2 separate regions of the Bombyx mori genome follow, and region 1 is linked to region 2. The links are chromatin contacts, called in public Hi-C maps. All regions are on one chromosome and are shown on one strand. Each heading gives the region's core, a stretch centred on a gene start, on an enhancer-like site or on the middle of the called end of the contact. The rest is flanking DNA. Distances are from core to core; before and after follow the strand shown. Region 1 holds the start of LOC692926 (ATP synthase). Region 2 overlaps LOC101739897.

The links. Hi-C and Micro-C count contacts between places; a contact is called where the count stands out from the background.
Region 1: a contact with region 2 is called in a Hi-C map of whole pupa, with 4 times the contacts expected there. The contact joins the promoter of LOC692926 here to the enhancer-like site in region 2. A contact is called at or near these places in 3 of 7 Hi-C or Micro-C datasets (middle silk gland and whole pupa).

The regions. Positions count from the first base shown.
Region 1 is chr19:4,154,066-4,159,649 of ASM3026992v2, forward strand. LOC692926 (ATP synthase) reads left to right here and starts at 1,306. Exons shown (of 10, transcript NM_001046768.1): 1 at 1,306-1,431; 2 at 1,820-1,942; 3 at 3,024-3,137; 4 at 3,364-3,628; 5 at 3,834-4,058; 6 at 4,352-4,521; 7 at 4,641-4,735; 8 at 4,956-5,175; 9 at 5,297-5,464. The coding sequence starts at 1,366.
Region 2 is chr19:4,116,750-4,122,699 of ASM3026992v2, forward strand. LOC101739897 reads left to right here. Exons shown (of 21, transcript XM_038017546.2): 8 at 1,082-1,219; 9 at 2,620-2,760; 10 at 3,797-3,916; 11 at 4,898-5,286. Among protein-coding and RNA genes, the nearest start is that of LOC101739897, 14 kb to the left of the region's middle. Within about 2 kb of position 2,697, at least 2 of the 8 cell types and tissues checked have open chromatin away from gene starts, as enhancers often do.

The DNA of each region.
Region 1 (5,584 bases), core at 56-2,555, 36 kb after region 2:
AGGCAATGGAACAAAGCCATACAGCCAATTCTTAAGTTTTACATTTTCATATTTCACCATAAATAATACACTTAATATTTAGGAATAATCATATACTACATACCATAGTTAATACACTTATTAAGACTACAGAGTGATACAATAGACTTAAACTTAACACATTATTTTATGATTGATGGATTACCCGTTGCCCGGAGGCCTTTCCAGTTTCACCTGGATGGTGGGCGAGCAAAGGCTCAGCCAGGAGGGGAGGGATTTGCTAACAACTGCCCGAACGCATCTACATCTACAACCTAAATGCGTCACCGACCTGGAGATATAAGTTCTAAGGTCTCAAGTATAGTTACAACGGCTGCCCCACCCTTCAAACCGAAACGCATTACTGCTTCACGGCAGAAATAGGCGGGGCGGTGGTACCTACCCGTGCGGACTCCCAAGAGGTCCTACCACCAGTGATTACGCAAATTATAATTTTGCGGGTTTGATTTTTATTAGACGATGTTATTCCTTCACCGTGGAAGTCAATCGTGAATATTTGTTGAGTACGTATTTCAATAGAAAAATTGGTACCCACCTGCGGGATTCGAACACCAGTGCACCGCTACATACGGATGCACCGGACGTTTTATCCTTTAGGCGCCGACGATTGCGAAGGTAATGGACGTATCGCCATTTTCATAGTTCGTGACGTCTACTGTATAGCGTATCTTCATCAAAAGAAATCCCATAAAAACAGCATGGCTGTTAATGATGTCTGGGAAAGAATTCAAAACTCTTTCTCTCTTCAATGTTCTATTGACGAATTAAAAAGGAGGAGAAATTCGTGAGACATTCGTAAACAAGTGTAGGAGCGCAAGCGGGTTCGCAAATTGAGTATGCGAACCCATTTGCACAGTTGCTAAGTTTGCGAATGAATGTTTGACGGTCCCTTCACATGCGAGCGAACATTCGTACAATGTACGAATATTTGCCCGCATGTGAGTGGCCGGCATTACAAATGCTATTGCTATTTTGGTGGGCTTTTGAATTGTAATTTTTTGCTTTTAATTGAACATTTTTGCAATTTGACAGACACTTTTTAATGTATTGAGATGGCACTTCGTAGTACTACCCTCCGTAATTTAATCTATCCGTGGAATTGTACTGACTAGTGTAGTCTAGTGCCACTGTATAATACGGTAATGGTATGTATTGGAATAAAACACATATATACCATAGACATTAAATATTAAGTGTATTATCTATGCCATAGACATTGAGGAAAAATCAATACCTACCTATGTTATGTCATTTCCGGTTCTACCGCAACGAGTCGCGAGCGGAGTAACTGGCTTTCCGTCTGCCACAATTATAAGTTTGTGAAAAATGTCGCTGATCTCCGCTCGTATTGCTGGCTCTGTAGCCAGGCGCTTGCCTAATGCTGCTACCCAGGTATATTTTCATTACAAATAAGCATAAGAACACAATTCTCAGGTGAATATCAAAAATCGGCCGGTTAATGTAACCATCAGAATGTCGGTCGATTTTATCTTCAATTGGCTTTTTTTTTCTATTGCCTATACGTTCTTTAACTAGAATAAATTCATCTTCTCTATTTTTATAGTGTGCGGATACTAAAAAATTAAATTTTAAAAAAATATCTGAAAGATCAGTGTTATGTAATAAGTGGGCGATCGATGTTCTATGTGATTGCAGAGATTAAAATTATGGAAAATAAGAGTACTTGTGGAAAGTGTTTATCAAAATTAAACTGTGTGTTTTATAAAAGGTGATAAGTTACGTGACATAATTTTGTATACCCATTTGGTTATGTCTGCAGGTGTCAAAGGTGGCGGTGCCCGCAGTGGCCGTGGCATCTCGCAAACTACATGTCTCAACCACCCACAAAGCTGCCGAGATCTCCACCATCCTCGAAGAGAGGATCCTTGGAGCCGCGCCCAAGGTCAGTTTTGTAGTATTACATAAAAGTGCTTCTACTATATTTCGTGTTGATCAGGTCATAACCACCATAATTATTTAAGTCAAATGAATTATTGTGTGTTAATTAGTTTTGTTTAAAATTGGAATAAAAAACTTTTTTGCTAAATTTAAAATACGTCAACAGCTGATTCTGACAAGTGATTCAATAGGAAGAACTAAGTTTGTTTATTTCAAATATAAACATTTATAGGTTCATTTTAACGAATTTTGTCCATTTAATAAGAAAAACATACATAATCATAGTTTAAAGCTTTTTCAATAGTATCAAGTTCTAAAAGGTTATGGATTCAGTCATGAGAATCATTATAGTTTGTCATATTTTAAGCCATGTTCTACTGTAAGTTTAATTCATGCAGGAATAAATAAGTCTTCATGATTAGAATATCTCTGCAACTCAATGATAAGTGTTACCTTTTTACCATCATTGGACTCGAGTCATGTCTGTGGTCAAGACAAAATCCTGGAGTAAATACCAATCATTCCAGATATATGCATCTGGCATATACAATGAAACAACAATATTTTAATTTTTTATTGAATAGATATAACTGCACTGCACCAATCTTGACACATAAGATAGAAGTCTCAATTATATGGTGTAATGACTAAATTGGAATGCACAACTAAAGAATACTACTTACCTAAGTAGGCTCTACCAACTTTTTTATTTTTATTGCATAAATGGCTGGACGATTCACAGCCCACCTAGTGTTAAGTGGTTACCGGAACCCATAGACATCTACAATGTAAATGCCGCCACCCACCTTGAGATATGAATTCTAAGGTCTCAGTATGTGTGATTATTGCAGTTATAATATTTGCAGTTTTTTTTTAATGATATCTTCATTGTGGTTTTGTTTATCTGTCTATGGAATTTGATTAATAGCAACCAAATTGTACATGAACATTAGGCATTTCATCCTTAAGGTCAAGATGAATACTTGCAAATATTATGAAATTATAATATAACAATTGTGGTTTCGGTACCAGGAGATAGAAGATTATAAACGTTTTTATTGTGAGCTTTAAATTTTGTGGAACAGGCTGATCTAGAAGAGACTGGTCGTGTCTTGAGCATTGGTGATGGTATCGCTCGTGTTTATGGCTTGAAGAACATCCAGGCTGAGGAGATGGTGGAGTTCTCCTCAGGCCTCAAGGTTAGTAAATAAACTAAAATATATTTCAAGAAATGATGCTTTATAAACTGTTTAGGTTATTTCTAATAAATAATTCATAAAATAAGTGTTGAAAATTATTTACACAATTGAATCATAGACTATCATAATCATAAAGCTGTAAAAACCATAATTTAAGTTTTTAAATAAAACTCGAAATTTAATCGTTACAAATACTAAATTATTAAAACAAAAATTATTTTCTTAGGGAATGGCCCTTAACTTGGAACCTGACAATGTGGGTGTGGTAGTATTTGGTAATGACAAGCTTATCAAGGAAGGAGATATTGTCAAGCGTACTGGTGCTATCGTAGACGTTCCCGTCGGAGAGCAGATCCTTGGGCGTGTAGTAGATGCTTTGGGTAACCCTATTGATGGCAAGGGACCAATCGACACGAAATCCCGTATGAGGGTCGGTATTAAGGCGCCAGGTATCATTCCCCGGGTGTCTGTGCGTGAGCCTATGCAGACTGGTGAGTTACTTGATTTAAATCTGTATAAAGTATATTGCTGTCACCTCTTCTTTATTAATAAATTCTGTTTGCCACATTTGCTTATTAATAAATTGTAAAAAAAGAATTGATGCAAATAATTCCATAAAAAAAAAATTCGTTTTTCCAATATGAAAATTTACCAAAAACAAGCACTTCACTGATTATTAAATATTTTGATGTTCAGGTATCAAGGCTGTTGACTCTCTGGTACCAATTGGCCGTGGTCAGCGTGAGTTGATCATTGGTGACCGTCAAACTGGTAAGACTGCCCTGGCCATTGATACGATCATCAACCAGCAGAGATTCAACAAGGGTGAGGATGAGAAGAAGAAGTTGTACTGCATTTATGTTGCCATTGGACAGAAGAGGTCTACTGTAGCTCAAATTGTGAAGAGATTGACTGATGCTGGTTTGTACATTTCATTTAATGAACATTTACAATGTGCTAGAGTTGTTTAAAATTCAATAAATAGCATAAAAAAATCATTTAAATCACATAGTATCAAATAACTTAGTAATAAAGATTTTTTCTTAGTCTGTCTTTGTCTATATAATATTTGTTTTATTGATATGTAATTGATTTAAAAATTAGTTTGTCCCAATCCTTTGTTAACTTTTGTCAAGATTTTACAGCATTCCTTTGTAGCAAAATCAAAATATTGTATTTAATTTTACCATAATTAAACTTGATTAATACTCCAGGTGCCATCAACTACACAATCATCGTGTCTGCCACCGCTTCCGATGCTGCTCCCCTGCAATACCTGGCTCCTTACTCTGGTTGTGCCATGGGTGAATTTTTCCGTGATAATGGCAAACACGCCCTTATTATCTACGACGATTTGTCCAAACAAGCCGTAGCCTACCGTCAGGTACAATATCACCTAATACTGTTTATAATGAAATTTATATCAACAATAAGGTTTCAAACCATAGTTCTTTTTTTGTGTACAGAATAAGACTGAACAGATTTATTCTTTATTGTTTACAGATGTCTCTACTGCTGCGTCGTCCCCCCGGCCGTGAGGCTTATCCTGGTGACGTGTTCTATCTTCACTCCCGTCTGCTTGAGCGTGCCGCTAAGATGTAAATATTCAAAGTTGTTATAAAGATAAAACTATGATGTAATATGACTTAAACTGGATAATATAGGTTAATTTTTTTATTACAGGAATCTATGCCAAGTCCGTGAATAATTTGAAACCAATTATAAACAAATTTCTAACTTAAAAACTTAAAATCACAAAGGAAAAAGTGTTCCCTTTTTTCTTTCTATTCTGTAATGTGATAAATGTATTTATAACAGGTCTGACAAAATGGGTGGTGGCTCCCTGACTGCTTTACCTGTCATTGAAACCCAAGCCGGTGATGTGTCAGCTTACATTCCTACCAACGTGATCTCCATCACTGATGGACAGATCTTCTTGGAAACTGAGCTGTTCTACAAAGGTATCCGACCAGCCATCAACGTCGGTCTGTCTGTATCGCGTGTCGGATCTGCTGCTCAGACCAAGGCTATGAAGCAGGTGAATATGCTAAAAATTTTAATTTGCATCTCACAGGCTAAATTAATGTCTTGCAAGTGTAAAAAAAAATTGTGTTGTACTAAGGCAAAATGAAAAGTCTTGTTTGTCATGTGATTTTTAGGTGGCCGGTTCCATGAAGCTGGAATTGGCTCAGTACCGTGAGGTCGCAGCTTTTGCCCAGTTCGGTTCTGACTTGGATGCCGCTACACAGCAGCTGCTCAACAGAGGAATGCGTCTTACTGAGCTCCTCAAGCAAGGACAATATGTGCCCATGGCTATTGAGGAACAGGTAATAAAATATAAAGATTCGAATAAATTGAGGTTTTTGACTCTCATAAATGAAAAACTCTAAATATCATCATTTTGATTTTGTTTTGTTAAAATACTAATGGGATTTATATATGCATAG
Region 2 (5,950 bases), core at 1,447-3,946:
CTAACAGCTACCCGGGCGCCTCCGAAGGAGACCTAACAGCTCAAGAGCAGCTGCTTCGCGAATGAATCTACTACCGGATCGGAATCGCGACCCGCTGAGAAGATCCGGCGAGAAACTCAGCGAGCTGATTCATGGGTTAGGTTGCACGGCGAACTCTTTGTTGAGTTCGAGGAGTACGGTTACCGGGGTCCCTAAGCCTGCTCCTAGTGTTAGAGCTGAAGGCGTCTAATGCAAAGGTTATTGGATCTGATGGATCCGTAAGGACGTGTCTAGGGCTGTAACTAACGTTTAAGACGAAGGCTCGAAAACTGTTTCTCGGAGAGTTAGCAGAGTCATCTAATTGATAATATTTGTTTATATATGTTTTTATATGTATATATTAATGTATATCTATATATTTATGTGTATGTATTTATTTAAGTACGAGTATTTGTATCTATAAATATTATGTATGTTATATATACACATGTGTTTAAGTAATATCACCTTCACACTACACCTACCAAGGTTCATCTCTGCACTCCCCTAAGGTAGACTGTTAGAGAATGCCTATGGCATTAAGTCCGCCTTTATACTTTCTAGTATATGAAGTTATAAATAAATAAATAAATGCTGTAATGTGTGCACTGTGCCTTAAGTGTCTAGAGAAGTATTCGTACCGTATCTATCGTACTGGTACTATGACAATTAATTACTGGTGGTAGGACCTCTTGTGAGTCCGCGCGGGTAGGTACCACCATCCCGCCTATTTCTGCTGTGAAGCAGTAATGCGTTTCGGTTTGAAGGGTGGGGCAGCCGGTGTAACTATACTGAGACCTTAGAACTTATGTCTCTAGGTGGGTGGCGCATTTACGTTGTAGATGTCTATGGGCTCCAGTAACCACTTAACACCATACGAGCTGTGAGGTCATCGAAGCATCTAAGCAATAAAATTTTTTTTTTTTTTTTAAAACACAAAATCACGAATAAAAACGAAAATCTGAAATTACGATATTATGATATCACTAGTTAACTGTTTCTCGTACAATAGTTTCCATCAAACATTATTATCAGTAGGTACAAAAAATGTATTTTCTTCCAGAGAGAACATCTTGGTTGCGAAGAGGATGTGAACGTGATGGTGATCAATGACGAAGTCTGCCTGGAGTACGACTTCGAGGAGAACCGTCCCGTCGTCACCATACACCCCTTCTTCACGAAGGTCATGAAGGCTCACCAGGTCCGCATGTTTGTTCAGTAGCCGACACGAGCCAACGGATGCATTTCCGTATTGATACCGGCGAGCGTGCAAGGTCGCATACCCGGTCCTGTAGACAGAATGGTAAATAGTCGACGTCGCCCAAAACACGTCATTTCTTACCTTAAGCACCGGTCACCGTACTCGTCGAACCCGTCGCTTGCGGCGAAGGGCTCGACGAGCGAATTAACCCATAGACACAGCCCACTGAGTTTCTCGCCGGATCTTCTCAGTGGGTCGCGTTTCCGATCCGGTGGTAGATTCTGCCAAGCACTACGCTTGCTAGGGCCAGTATAAGCACCACTCCGGTTTGAGCCCCGTGAGCTCATCTACCCCTTGGGGCGAAGCTGAAATAGCCTCTCAAGGCTATCAGCATAGGTAGGAAAGAAGAAGAAAAAAAATGTGCAAGGTCGTTCTGCGAAGCAACGCCTTCTAGTTTCAAGTCTGAGATACGGTCTGGTGCGCCCATGCGACTTCCAACGGTTGTTACCCATAGACGCCGTAACGTCTACAGGACGTGTACACACGCGATGCAACTCAAACTTTCAATGAAGTATATGGGGCATTCTCTCACCAGCCACATCCTATAAAATGTTGTTGTCAAACCAAAATCTGCTATGTGCACTTTTTGAAATTTTTACTTTTTGACTTTTTCGTATAGTTCACAGCCCTATCTACCGTATAAAAAAAACTGTTATGTGTCTATAGCCTTAATATTGATCTATAACTTTCATTTGATATAGTTCTTAAAAATTCACCTTCATATTGTAGAGATATACGACAAAGGAAAGATCTTCCACCGAGCGGGTGATATTGCTCGGTAGACCGACGGTCCGAATGTTGTTGTTCGGAACTTGTATATACGCAAGCTTATCTTGAAAATGTCGTAAGCGAGATTCAGGCATCTGTGAAATATCTTGTTCTGTGATGGCTACCCGCCACAATATAAGATTTTACACGAAAATTTTTTTACTCGTTAAAAATCAAAATAGAGTTTTTGCACATAGCAGATTTTGGTTTGTTATTTTTGTCGCTGTTCCAGTTTCATTATCGAATCTCTAAAAAAGTCTCACATAAATAATGTTTTTTTTTATTGCTTAGATGGGTGGACGAGCTCACAGCCCACCTGGTATTAAGTGATTACTGGAGCCCATAAACATCTACAACGTAAATGCGCCATTCACCTTGAGATATGTTCTAAGGTCTCAGTATAGTTACAACGGCTGCCCCACCCTTCAAACCGAAACGCATTACTGCTTCACGGCAGAAATAGGCCAGGTGATGGTACCTACCCGTGCGGACTCACAAGGTCCTACCACCAGTAGGACTTCCTTACCTGACTTATTATTTATTCGTAACTAAAGTGTACATTATTTTGACAGTACGAAGGAGTGAAGTTCATGTGGGACGCTTGCTTCGAGAGCGTGGAGCACATCGCGGCCGGGAAGCCGGGCAGCGGCTGCATCCTCGCGCACTGCATGGGGCTCGGCAAGACGCTGCAGGTGCTGGCCCTGCTGCACACTGTGAGTCTACACCGCGCTAATATCTTATAGTCTGCGAACTACAAACGAGAGTCAAATACAAGCCTGAAGTAAACATTAAACTATCTATACTAATATATAATAAATCTACAGTGGCTTTACGGATGTTCCATTATAACTACTGAACCGTGCACCCGATTACCTTGAAACTTGGTATCCATGTAGAAAATACATGTACTTAATGGATAAGCTAATATTTATATGAGTGTTGGACTCCCTACACCAGTTGCGGGGGCGTTAATGATGAGAATCTTTGTGGGGGTGAGAAATAATAATATTAATTTTAAATTCCCAGCGAAGCGGACTGGTACAGCTAGTTGATTTATAAAACTAAGCATACATCCTTATAGTTCTGTTTTTCGTCAGTCATGGATCCAGTAGCCATCAACGGCAAATGAGCATGAAATTTTTTTTTAAAGTGAAATGTATGGATCGAATCTCGAAATCGAAATCGAAATCTCTTCTGAGTTTCTTGCCGGGTCTTCTCAGTGGATTGCGATTCCGATCCGGCAGTAGGTTCTTGAAAGCAATGCTCTTGCTAGGACGAGGGTTGACCAATTCTTCCAGACTTGATCCCCGTAAGCGCATACACGTCCGGTGAAGCTAACATAACGACGAGGTTACTAGGCAAAACAAAAGACCTGGCTAGAATGTGTGGCCTTATCCAATCTTGAAAGTGGTTTTAATGGAGTATTCGTTCTGTTACAGACCCCCATGTTAGTTAAAGTGATGTTCCATCCTTTTTAATAACCACTGATGCTGAGTAAGCATAGTAAGAAATCTCTTGGTAATAGTTACCGACCGAGAGTCAGCCAGTCGTATTTAGTCACCCATCGGGAGCGGTCTTGAACAATATCTCCTTTCTGCCAATTTCTATAATTTAATTGTTTGTGTAATTGAACTAATAAAAGTGAAAACTCTTTCAAAAATCCTTTTTTAAAACCCTAATCGAGAGACCCCGCATAACAGTTCGTATCAATAACAATAACATATATTCTGTGTATTGTTCTATAACAAGGTACTGACGCACCCCGGGGTCGGTATCCAGCGGGTGCTCGTGTGCTGCCCTCTATCGACCGTGCTGAACTGGGTCGACGAGATCCACAAATGGATCGGGCCTGTAACCAATCAAATAAAGGTATCTAAGCAAAACTTTTTTCACGTACAACGTATAGTACTTATCAAAAAGTATATAATCAAATTAACAAAAAAAACACCTTAACCGTTGGTGACCACAAAAACTGTACAGACTGGCACAAATGAGTGACAAGTCTAACCCTTGTAGCGCCCGTGTGCAATCATTACTCCAGCGCCCTCTAGTGAGCGCGCGGTCAAAATGGCATAGGAATAACAATTTTATTGAAAGTACCGAGGCCGGCGCCCCCTGACACCCCAGAAATCATCTCTCAAGGTGGGTGGCGGCATTTACGTCCAATACCGGGTTGCCCGTAAGCTCGTCCACCGTTCCTAGGAATGATTAATATAAATTACCAATACTAAAATATGCAAAACGTTTTTCAAGCCGCGTAAATTGAGAAAGAAACTTCAGGTAATTAATTCTGATAAGCTTAAATTATCTGAAACTACATTCTAATATTGATTGTTGTTGTTGCAGTGGTAATGAAATTTAAGTTTGCTTATTTACTTTAACTTACAAAATCATTATAGAAGCTAATTAATACTTGATACTATTTAAATGATAATTATCCAAGTGTTGTGTTATACTCGTGTAACGTTAATATTACAAAAAAAAAAACAAAATGTGTGCAATTCACACGTGGTAGAAGTGAAACCTTCCAAAATTAAAATACAATTATCCTAAACGTCTTAAGTATATGTAAAATTTTGTCATTAGTAAATAATTGTAAGGTAGCGCCCTCTGTGAATTGATATTTTAATTTCACGTATAATCCTAAATTAAAATTCACTACAAGAGCTTTCATACACACGTTAGTATTAAAAAATCTCACAGATGGCACTGTATTAAATAGTATGTATATTTCTGTCTCATGGTTTGTATTTGTGTCTCTTACCTGTCGTTTTTTCCGTTGCATCCGGTTTGAAATCACAACGATTCTAAGAAGTTTTCACTTCAAAAACCTTATTTCAATTCCAACAGGTATTCGAACTGTCCAAACTGAAAAAGACATACGAGAGAGCGTACCAACTCGAGGACTGGTACAGCGGCGGCGGTATCTTTATAATCGGCTACGAGCTGTTCCGGAGTCTGTCCACGCTCGACCCTGAGCTGGACGACATCCGGCCGACCATCGTCAACAAGATCCGCACCGCCCTGCTGGACCCCGGGCCCGACATCATCGTGTGCGACGAGGGGCACCTGCTCAAGAACGACTGCTCCGTGCTCGCCGTCGCCATGAGCCGCGTCGCCACCAGGCGCCGGATAGTGCTCACCGGAACTCCCATGCAGAATAATCTAAGGGAATATTTCTGCATGGTCAATTTCGTCAAACCGAATCTGCTGGGGACGTACTCGGAGTTTTCCAATCGGTATGTAATATTGCCTTTGTAAGCAGACGAGCATACTGCTCACTTAATGATTCCATCACTCATGGATGTCAGAAACGCAAGGCCCACTGCGAAGTCGTTGCCTACATCTAAGTACTGTCCGCAAGCCTCGTTTGAAGAAGGACATGTCATAGTGCTCTGAAAACACCATGGAGAGAAGTACACTCAGAACCGGATGGTATGGTGGAATCAGCGGTTGCAGATCACATGGATGACCTCTGCTCCGGTGGCGGGAAGTGCGACAGTAAAAAGGAGATGGAGAGATCATTTCGAACATTTCCTCAAGACACGTCCCATGGAATGTATGATACAAAACGCAGAAAGAACCGAAATCCCCCAAGTATATCTTGCCTCCCCGTTGCTGGACCCAGGGTCGCATGTTCGATTCCCACATCAGGAAAACATTCGTTGTTTGTTCTTTGCATTTGGGTCTTTAATATCTAATTATTATGTACATATTTAAACGTTCGTAAGTATGTATATCAGTAACTGGTTCATAGTACATAGGAAAACCTCTCGGTCGGGGCCACGTGAGCGAGTATAACTCGTCTGCGATTATTATATTATATCTCTCCATATTCATTAATAAAGACTATTGACGTAAAATTATATTAATTGTTACAATATGTCCAAGCATTTTGATTTC